3 separate regions of the Ovis aries genome follow, and regions 1 and 3 are each linked to region 2. Evidence: chromatin contacts called from public Hi-C data. All regions are on one chromosome and are shown on one strand. Each heading gives the region's core, a stretch centred on a gene start, on an enhancer-like site or on the middle of the called end of the contact. The rest is flanking DNA. Distances are from core to core; before and after follow the strand shown. Region 1 overlaps RASGEF1B (RasGEF domain family member 1B). Region 2 overlaps RASGEF1B (RasGEF domain family member 1B). Region 3 overlaps RASGEF1B (RasGEF domain family member 1B).

What was found. A called contact is a pair of places that touch in the nucleus more often than the background predicts.
Region 1: a contact with region 2 is called in a Hi-C map of liver, with 6 times the contacts expected there. The contact joins two enhancer-like sites. A contact is called at or near these places in 3 of 16 Hi-C or Micro-C datasets (liver and mixed tissues).
Region 3: a contact with region 2 is called in a Hi-C map of liver, with 2.5 times the contacts expected there. The contact joins two enhancer-like sites. A contact is called at or near these places in 4 of 16 Hi-C or Micro-C datasets (blood, liver and tail adipose tissue).

What each region holds. Positions count from the first base shown.
Region 1 is chr6:97,229,139-97,231,960 of ARS-UI_Ramb_v3.0, reverse strand. The region is part of intron 3 of RASGEF1B (RasGEF domain family member 1B); the gene reads left to right. Among named protein-coding and RNA genes, the nearest start is that of TRNAW-CCA, 110 kb to the right of the region's middle. Within about 2 kb of position 1,265, at least 4 of the 54 cell types and tissues checked have an H3K27ac peak or open chromatin away from gene starts, as enhancers often do. A contact at or near this core is called in liver, where this site is marked.
Region 2 is chr6:96,952,456-96,955,531 of ARS-UI_Ramb_v3.0, reverse strand. All of the region lies in intron 4 of RASGEF1B (RasGEF domain family member 1B), which reads left to right. Among named protein-coding and RNA genes, the nearest start is that of TRNAW-CCA, 160 kb to the left of the region's middle. Within about 2 kb of position 1,576, at least 10 of the 54 cell types and tissues checked have an H3K27ac peak or open chromatin away from gene starts, as enhancers often do. A contact at or near this core is called in liver, where this site is marked.
Region 3 is chr6:97,287,755-97,290,883 of ARS-UI_Ramb_v3.0, reverse strand. The region is part of intron 3 of RASGEF1B (RasGEF domain family member 1B); the gene reads left to right. Among named protein-coding and RNA genes, the nearest start is that of TRNAW-CCA, 170 kb to the right of the region's middle. Within about 2 kb of position 1,448, at least 2 of the 54 cell types and tissues checked have an H3K27ac peak or open chromatin away from gene starts, as enhancers often do. A contact at or near this core is called in liver, where this site is marked.

The DNA of each region.
Region 1 (2,822 bases), core at 16-2,515, 280 kb before region 2:
TGCTAGGCTCCCATCCTGCACACTGAGTGTGAAGCCCAGCTTCTGGGAAGCCCTGTCATTTTCATATGGAGTGAATGGCTTGGGCTTTCGTACTGTCTGAGCTTGCCTTGTCCTTTCGAGGGCCTGGATGGGGTGGCTGTTCTCTGATGGGGATGTTTATCTGGCCGTTATAAAACAGTCAGGAGGTCTCTCCAGGGGCTCTGCACTTGAACGCACACTGTCAGTGGGTGAAGGCTGGGCATGTGGATTTATGGAGTCTCCTTTAAAATCTGTTGCAACTTATCAGGGTCTTCTGAGGCCAGATAGCCTAGAATAAGTAATCTCAAAGATCAGCTTATTCCCTTTTTAAAGGTTTTGCTCCTCTGAGAACATGACCAGATTTTTTATCTCCCCAAATAAAGCATGTAACGACATGCCTTTTGATGTTGTACGATCTTGTAACTTCTGCGCTCAAGGACAGGATGGAATTGAAAAGAAATCTTCTTATAGACTCACTGTGGACACGTACAGAGAACAAGAAATGCTTTTTTGTTATTTGAAACTGCGGAGTTCTGGGGTTCTTTGGATTGACAGCGTAGTCTGACAAGAAAAGCATCATATCAAAGCTCCCATATTGAGGGGCAGTAGAAATATGACAAGGGCGATTACTTAAGAGGAAAGGCTTGGAAATTTGTTTATTTGTTTGCTTGTTTTAACTTTTGGAACTGCTGGCCAGCAAGTGTAGGAAAAGATTGAAAAGATACCAAGGTCAAGATCTGTAAAGCCTCTGCTTTTTAAAAAAGTTGTAGTAAAATTTTCCATTTTAGCCATTTTTACATGCACTTTTCTGTGACGTTGAATATCAGTACATTCACACTATTGCGTAACCTTCACCACCCTTCACCTCCAGAATTTTTTCATCATCACAAACTGAAGCCCTTTACCCATTAACAACAGCTCCCCTTTCCTTAATCTCCAGCAACCACCATTCTACTTCCTGTCTCTAAGAATTTGACCTCTCTAGATACATCATGTAAGTGGAATCCTACAGTATCTGCCCTTTTGTGTATGGCTTATTTAAAGCTCCCCCCTGTTAAAAAAGATTGCATTCTAGTTTTTGCTCACAGTCCCTATATCTGTCTAGTTATTTTGATGACAGGCTTTGCTCAAAGAAGAGAGGAGGATGACAAGAATCTGCCTAATCACTGACTCTGGGAATGAGTTGAGGTGACTGCATGCTTTCCAAGCCAGAGGTCAGCAACCTTTCTGAGTTGGAATGCCAGAGTTCCAAGCCCTGCGCTTCCTTTGGGTCAAAGGTCAGGGATGGTTTCAAACCCTGAGTGAGCAAGTTCTGCCTCCTGATGCTGTGGGGAAGACAGGTTGCTCTCCTGCAAATTGAGGTGGAGAGACAGCTTTGATTTCTTTCAGTTGCAGAGGAAAGGTTGAGCCCAGTGACAGCAGGTGGTGATAACTTTCAGGAGAAGCTGTGGCAAAAGTGATAAGTCCCAGAGGCCATCAAAGAAGGAGGGAGCTTCTTTACCCTTCCTTCTACTTGAAGAAAAGTCAGTTGTCCAAAGTTGTCTGAGGAAATGATTGCCTTTTTGGTCATTGCTTTTCCTCTTTCTAGAATTACAGTCGTTGGCAACGTGTGGATGATCTAAGGTGGACATAGGAGGGCTGAGGGGTCAGGGGACTGCAAGTCGGAGGATGCAAGCCAACCTGCATTGATGTGGTCCCCAAGCTCCTGTTCAGGGAGGCAGGCCACCCTTGGAGGAGACAGGTGAGCCCTGCAGGCTGCCTCTGAAATCCAGCTCCTGTCTACTCCATGAGATCTGAGGGCCCCGTGGACAAGAGTGCTGAAAGCCCTATCTTCCGGGCATATTGAAGTTTTTCTTTGGAAATTAGTAGGATCAGAGACTTACTTTTTAAAAAGGATCACAGGAAATTTCTATAATTGCTGTAGAGATAATAAAATAGTGCTCTGGGAAGAATGGGGGAAAGGACAGTTAGGGAGTTGGGGATGGACATGTACACACTGCTCTATTTAAAATGGATAATCAACCAGGTCTGTTGTATAGCACAGGGAACTCTGCTCAATGTTATGTGGCAGCCTGGATGGGAGGGGAATTAGGGGGAGAATGGATACAGGTATATGTATGGCTGAGTCCCTTTGCTGTCCACCTAAAACTATCACAACATTGTTAATTGGCTATATTTTAATGTAAAATTAAAAAAAAGTTTTAAAAAACTGTGCTCTGGTTTATGTATTTTGCTCAGTAGGTATCAGTTTTGTGTCAGGCAGTTAACTAAGTGTTGAGGATACAGCAGAAGTATAAACACACATGGTTCCCTCCTTCATGAAGCACACAGTCCAGGGATCAGACAAATATAAATCAACCAGTAGGTCAGTCAATAAGTTTTTATTGAACATGCATTGTTCCAGACACTGAGGATATCCAAGGAAGCTAAGCGGATACAAATCAGGTAGAGATGTCAGATGGTAACTCTGATGAAAGCTAAGTAAGGGAAGTGTTTTGAACCAGGAAAGCCTATAATCCAAGCTTAATAGCCAGGGAAAGCTTGTTTGGAGATCTGAGAGATGGAAGAGCATCACCAGGGAAAGGGGACAAGAGTGCATACCAGGCGGAGGGAAGAGCACATGCAAGGGCCCTGTGGTAGGGAGCTTGGGTGAGCATGAGGGTGAATGGAAGCCATCTGTGGCTGGAGTCGGGTGAGAGGGATTGGTGGACTCGTGAAGGCTGGAGAGTAGGTGGGAGCTAGTCAGGAGAGACATCCACATACAAGTGAGAGGAGTCTGATTTGTCATTTTTCTTCTTAGAAAG
Region 2 (3,076 bases), core at 327-2,826:
TTGAAATCTATCATGTGTAAATGATGATTCCACTACTTATCTCTGTGCTGTGCAATATGGTAGCCAGTGCTGTTCAGTAACTAGCCACATGGGGATATATGAACTTAAGTTTAACTAAATTAAACAAAACAAAAAAAATTGCACGAGTCATGTTTTAAGTGCTCAATAGCTATGTGTGTAAGTGGCTGATGTATTGGCCAGAAAAAGAAAGTTTCAAATATCTCAGCAAGCTCTTTTTGACAGCCCTTAATTAGATGATGATGATTTTGATTATCCAGAAGATCATTTTTATTCCTCTGGGAAAATGACAATTAATTCTCATCATAAACAGCACCCAAGACGTAAGGAAATAAGACCGACTGGCTTTGTATGTTTGCAACTGTATTTCATGAGCAATGCCACCTTCCAAAGTTCAGTAATTTGCCACAATCACACATGCCAATTTCTCAAAAAATTTCCCCCAGAACTCCCAATTGTCCTTTTACTTTTCTAAACCAGCACCTACTGTTTCTGCTAGAATGCACCAGCCCTTTCAACGACAAGGAACGTGGAGCCATCTACTGTTAAGGCCAGGAACTGCATGGAAGTTGTAGATGAAAAACTGTAGGAAGAATATGCATGGGGATCATTTCCTACAAAAAAAAAAAAAATAGTAAAGATTTATCTCAAAGAAAGGTTTTAAATGATCCTCCAGGCCTATTTATAGTTTCCATGTACTGAATTGTTATTTTGTGTCTTGATAAACTGCTGACAAGATATTCCCAAGTCAAAAGATGACAAACTTTAGCTTTGTTTTTCTTCCAGGGAAACCAAAGATAGTAATTATTTGAGTCAGAATTCTTTTCCTTCGTTGATTAGGAATTAGTTTTTTTTTTTTTTTAAAGTAGCATCTAGGGGAAATGAAGCAAAATGCAAATTCATTTTTTTATATGGAAACCTGTAACAAATCAGGAAATATCCCTATTTCATGCTTATAGAGAGAAATAGGACCTTCTTTCCTCAGAAATACTGATTATTTCCCCTTGACTGTGAGATCTCCTAAGCATCTGGGGCTCAGTTCCAAAGAATGTACTTATCTGGGAGTTACTTACTTTTTGTTCTCACGCCAAAGAGGTGAGTCCATTCTTACTTGTCTGCTCTGCATTGTTTGTAATCTCAACACAATACCTCTTTTTTCAAGGAGGTTAACAAAGGTGTAGCTTTACTAGCATCTAGAGATGCTGCTAGGGAGAAATGAGAAGATCATCTTTGAGATGTTTTCAAGCTCAAAATAAGCATGTTTTAGATTGTGTTGGAAACTTGATTTTACTTTCTTCCAACTCAGATCCATAATTAGAGAAACACTCTCTGAGCCTACTGTTGACTGTTGTCTTCTGAGATTCCACAGTGCCTGAAGGAGGACAAAAGTACTTGAGATCCCAGCTGGAGTCAAGCTGAAATATGTGAACTCTTTTTTCATTCCCATCTCTGGAACCTCAAGTGAGAAAGGGAAGTGGTGGCCTCTCACCAAAGGGCAAAGTTCCTCTGGAATCTAGATGGGAATTTGGGAACCAGTCATTCCCGGATCTTAAATTAAGCCTCTCCTTACTAAGCAAATATGGTTTCGAAGTTCAACTGTGATAGAGTGGCTATCCTCTACCTCACTGGGACACATGCCCAGCATTTTTGAACAGAAGCAAAAAGATAGTAATCAATATAAAGGCATTGGGTTTATTAAATATCTCACCAAGGCGCTCTATGATGAAATAGGGAGAAATACACCTCTTTTTTTTCTTACACTCCTACCCTTTGCAATCTCATTCTCCTGGGTGTAAATGAAATGCTGACTTGACATCTTGGTAGAGATTTACAAAACACCTAAAGCAGATGTTGAAGGATGGCCTTTGATTTAGTTCCCACACCCATCTTTTCCTGGCCCTCTTTTCCAATTTGCATTGTCACCTGAAACCACCTTAGCCTCATGCACCTGCCTCCCCATAAATAACCTTGTGCAAAAGCAGTCGCTGATTCAAGCACAGTCTGCTTTTCATCTGGTGCCTTAGTTGGTTTGAAACCATTAGGCATGCCTTTCAAATCCATTCATCCCTTAAATCACCCAGAGCCTGCTTCCTTGCTGCTGGATCAATGTCACGCTGAACTCTGGCAGGGTCCTTGAAAGAACATGATATATCTTTGTGACTGAATTAGCTGCTCCTGTGAGATATCTTGTCTGTCAACCAACTTTCCAGGTTCCCAAATTCATTTTAAGAAAGAGCATTCATCTTGTATACCTGGATTGGGTATCGCTTACTTCCCCTTCGGAAGTTTCCCAGAAGAACCTGTAATCTGTATGCTAATTCTGGCGACTCAAAGCTTTCTTTTATCCTGGGTCATTGTTTTAAAAACCAAATTCATTTCCCATTGTCTCATTGCCTTCTCTCCATTCCAAAGTCCTCAGTTTGTGGAGGGTGTGGGAGGCGGGGAGGCCTATTTAATTATCTCTGCCCCCCCAAAAAAGAAGTGTCTTTTTCATTCTCTTTAACTCCATTGGATCAGTACTACCAGGAAAAAAAAAAAATATTGCTTTCTAAGGAGCCAGTTTTGAATGTGTTACACCAAGGTTCTCTTCAGAACCACCATATTCTCCTTCTTTGAGGAAGTGGGTAATAAATACGATCCAAGTTCTGTACAGGCCAGCACACATACTTCCTAATCTGAGATCTGAACTCTCTAAAAGTATATACACATTTGTTGGTTGATTTCTTGCAGAGAAGTTTGTGATCTCCCTAAAGAGCTAGAGCCACTGGCCAAATAGAATATATTCTGAGTTTCCAGCAACTGGGTTACAAATGAAACTTTGCAAGGTGAGAACTGTTTGTGAGGTTAACCTGTCTCTTAAGCCTTATCTTCCTGGTAGTAATTTGAATAGAGTCAACAGCTTTTTCAAGCATCTCACATAAATCTCACTTTTTCCAAAGGAGTTAACTGCTTTGAAGTTTGACTTAACCAGCAAATTAAGGACTCTGCTTAATCGCCTGGGGGAGGAAATGGCAATCCGGTCCAGTATTCTTGTGTGGAGAATCCCATGGACAGAGGA
Region 3 (3,129 bases), core at 199-2,698, 340 kb before region 2:
CCATGGGGTCGTAAAGAGTCATACATGACTGAGTGACTAACACACACTCAGCAGCAATCAAGTTCTTCCAAGGCGACCAGCATAAGCATGGTGCAGAACATTTTGGAAATGAAAAATCCTACAGCTTTTGTGGTCTACCGTGCATGCGTTCCCACTTCAGTGGGAAGCCTGTAGTCTACTCAGGATGGCGTCAGAAGCAATCATTTGGCTTTCAATCATACTCTGAATGTAACTTTGTTCAATTCTGCTTATATTTACAGCTGGACTCAAGTGAAGGATTAAGATGGCGTTTGGGCACTACATTTTTCAAGTGTCTTTCATTAATGAAAGTCATTCTTTCATCTTATTGGTCCCCCGCACCCACCAATTTTCTCTCATATTTTATAGAAAAGTGTTGAGCATTTCCCAAGCCAGGACTCTTCTATGTTAATTAATTTTAAAAATGAAAACTTTTGTCCTCCTATTGCTTCGATTAATAAAGAGTGTTGAGAAACCAAATCAAAACAAAAATAGGCTTGTTAAGTTACCGGGTTGGCATATCACATGAGAGTCAGAAGTTAAAGTAACGTCAGCAGCATCCGTGAATAAGATGCCCCTCGTGTGCATCCTCCCCTCGACTACAACAGTTTGGCGTCTGTCAGTGGACAAAAGTGCTGTTGTGGGAACTGTGGGGTCCAGCCCCATACATGACACATGAAAGCACCCCAGAGAAGCCTCACCCCGTGGGCTGCCCTGCCTCTGTGCTGTGGGCCCTGCAGTGGCCCGTGAATGACTCGAGCCCCTCTTGGCTGTGGTCTTGCAGCTCCTGGAAACAGTCTTAGGCGCTCACCCACAGACAAGAGAGGCTTTGTGGAAGCCCAGGTTTCCAGCACAGAAATTCCAGCAACTTTTGTTAGAGCAAAAATTACCAGTTTGGATACCCTGGAGAGGGTTGTTTTTGTTTAGTTGCCAAGTCGTGTCCGACTCTTTTGCGGTCTCATGGACTGTAGCCCACCAGGCTCCTCTGTCTATGGAATTTCCCAGGCAAGAATACTGCAGTGGGTTATCACCTCCTTCTCCAGGGGATCTTCCTGACTCAGGGACTGAACCCACATCTTCTGCATTTCAGGAGCTAATTTGACTTTACCAGCATCTACTCTCCCCCAAGACAGCACATTTCAGTGCCGAGAGAACTCCCCACCCCCGCCCCACTGCTGCACCACTCCCTCCAGAGCACTGACTCAATCAGCTGAATGACTGGAAGTGGGAAAAGACTGGGAGAGTCTCAGAGGACATTAAAGGGATGTGGATTCTACTAAGTGTGTCCTGGACTCCATCAAGAAGAGCACCCATGAGCTGCTGACATGCCTTGCCCACGGATTCCCCCAACTGGCCCATGGGCACCCCCCTTGCTTCCTGTCCCTCACCCACACACCCACTCACCTTGTGGCCGGCTCTCTGTGCATGCTCCTGATGGTGGCGATAGTGAGCTATAGCAAGTGGCTAGTGAGCCTGCATAGACATACAGATGGCTAACAAGTATATGAAAACATCACTGATCGTCAGGGAAATGCAAATCTAAATCACAATGAGCTAACTATCACCTCGCACCTGTTAAAATAGCTGTTATCACAAAGACAACAGGTAAGTGTTGGCAGTGATGTGGAGAAAGGAAACCCTTGTCCCCTGTTGATGAGAATGCAAATTGGTGAAGTCACTATGGAAAACAGTGTGGAGGTTTCTCAAAAATTAGGACTAGAATTGCCATGTAAGTAAGCCCATATCTGGGTATAAATTCAAAGGGAATAAAATCAGCATTTTGAAGAGGTATTTGTACCCACACTCCCATCCATGTTCATCACATCATCATTCACAGTAGCCAAGTGAACAGCCTAAACATTTGTTTTTTTTTTTTTTTTTAGTTTTTTATTTTTTAAATTTTAAAATCTTTAATTCTTACATGCATTCCCAAACATGAACCCCCCTCCCACCTCCCTCCCCATAACATCTTTCTGGGTCATCCCCATGCACCAGCCCCAAGCATGCTGCATCCTGCGTCAGACATAGACTGGCGATTCAATTCACATGATAGTATACATGTTAGAATGTCATTCTCCCAAATCATCCCACCCTCTCCCTCTCCCTCTGAGTCCAAAAGTCCGTTATACACATCTGTGTCTCTTTCCCTGTCTTGCATACAGGGTCGTCATTGCCATCTTCCTAAATTCCATATATATGTGTTAGTATACTGTATTGGTGTTTTTCTTTCTGGCTTACTTCACTCTGTATAATCGGCTCCAGTTTCATCCATCTCATCAGAACTGATTCAAATGAATTCTTTTTAACGGCTGAGTAATACTCCATTGTGTATATGTACCACAGCTTTCTTATCCATTCATCTGCTGATGGACATCTAGGTTGTTTCCATGTCCTGGCTATTATAAACAGTGCTTCAAGATTTGTATGGAAATACAAAAAACCTCGAATAGCCAAAGCAATCTTGAGAAAGAAGAATGGAACTGGAGGAATCAACTTGCCTGACTTCAGGCTCTACTACAAAGCCACAGTCATCAAGACAGTATGGTACTGGCACAAAGACAGACATATAGATCAATGGAACAAAATAGAAAGCCCAGAGATAAATCCACACACATATGGACACCTTATCTTTGACAAAGGAGGCAAGAATATACAATGGAGTAAAGACAATCTCTTTAACAAGTGGTGCTGGGAAAACTGGTCAACCACTTGTAAAAGAATGAAACTAGATCACTTTCTAACACCGCACACAAAAATAAACTCAAAATGGATTAAAGATCTAAATGTAAGATCAGAAACTATAAAACTCCTAGAGGAGAACATAGGCAAAACACTCTCAGACATAAATCACAGCAGGATCCTCTATGATCCACCTCCCAGAATTCTGGAAATAAAAGCAAAAATAAACAAATGGGATCTAATTAAAATTAAAAGCTTCTGCACAACAAAGGAAAATATAAGCAAGGTGAAAAGACAGCCTTCTGAATGGGAGAAAATAATAGCAAATGAAGCAACTGACAAACAACTAATCTCAAAAATATACAAGCAACTTATGCAGCTCAACTCCAGAAAAATAAACGACCCAATCAAAAAATGGGCCAAAGAACTAAA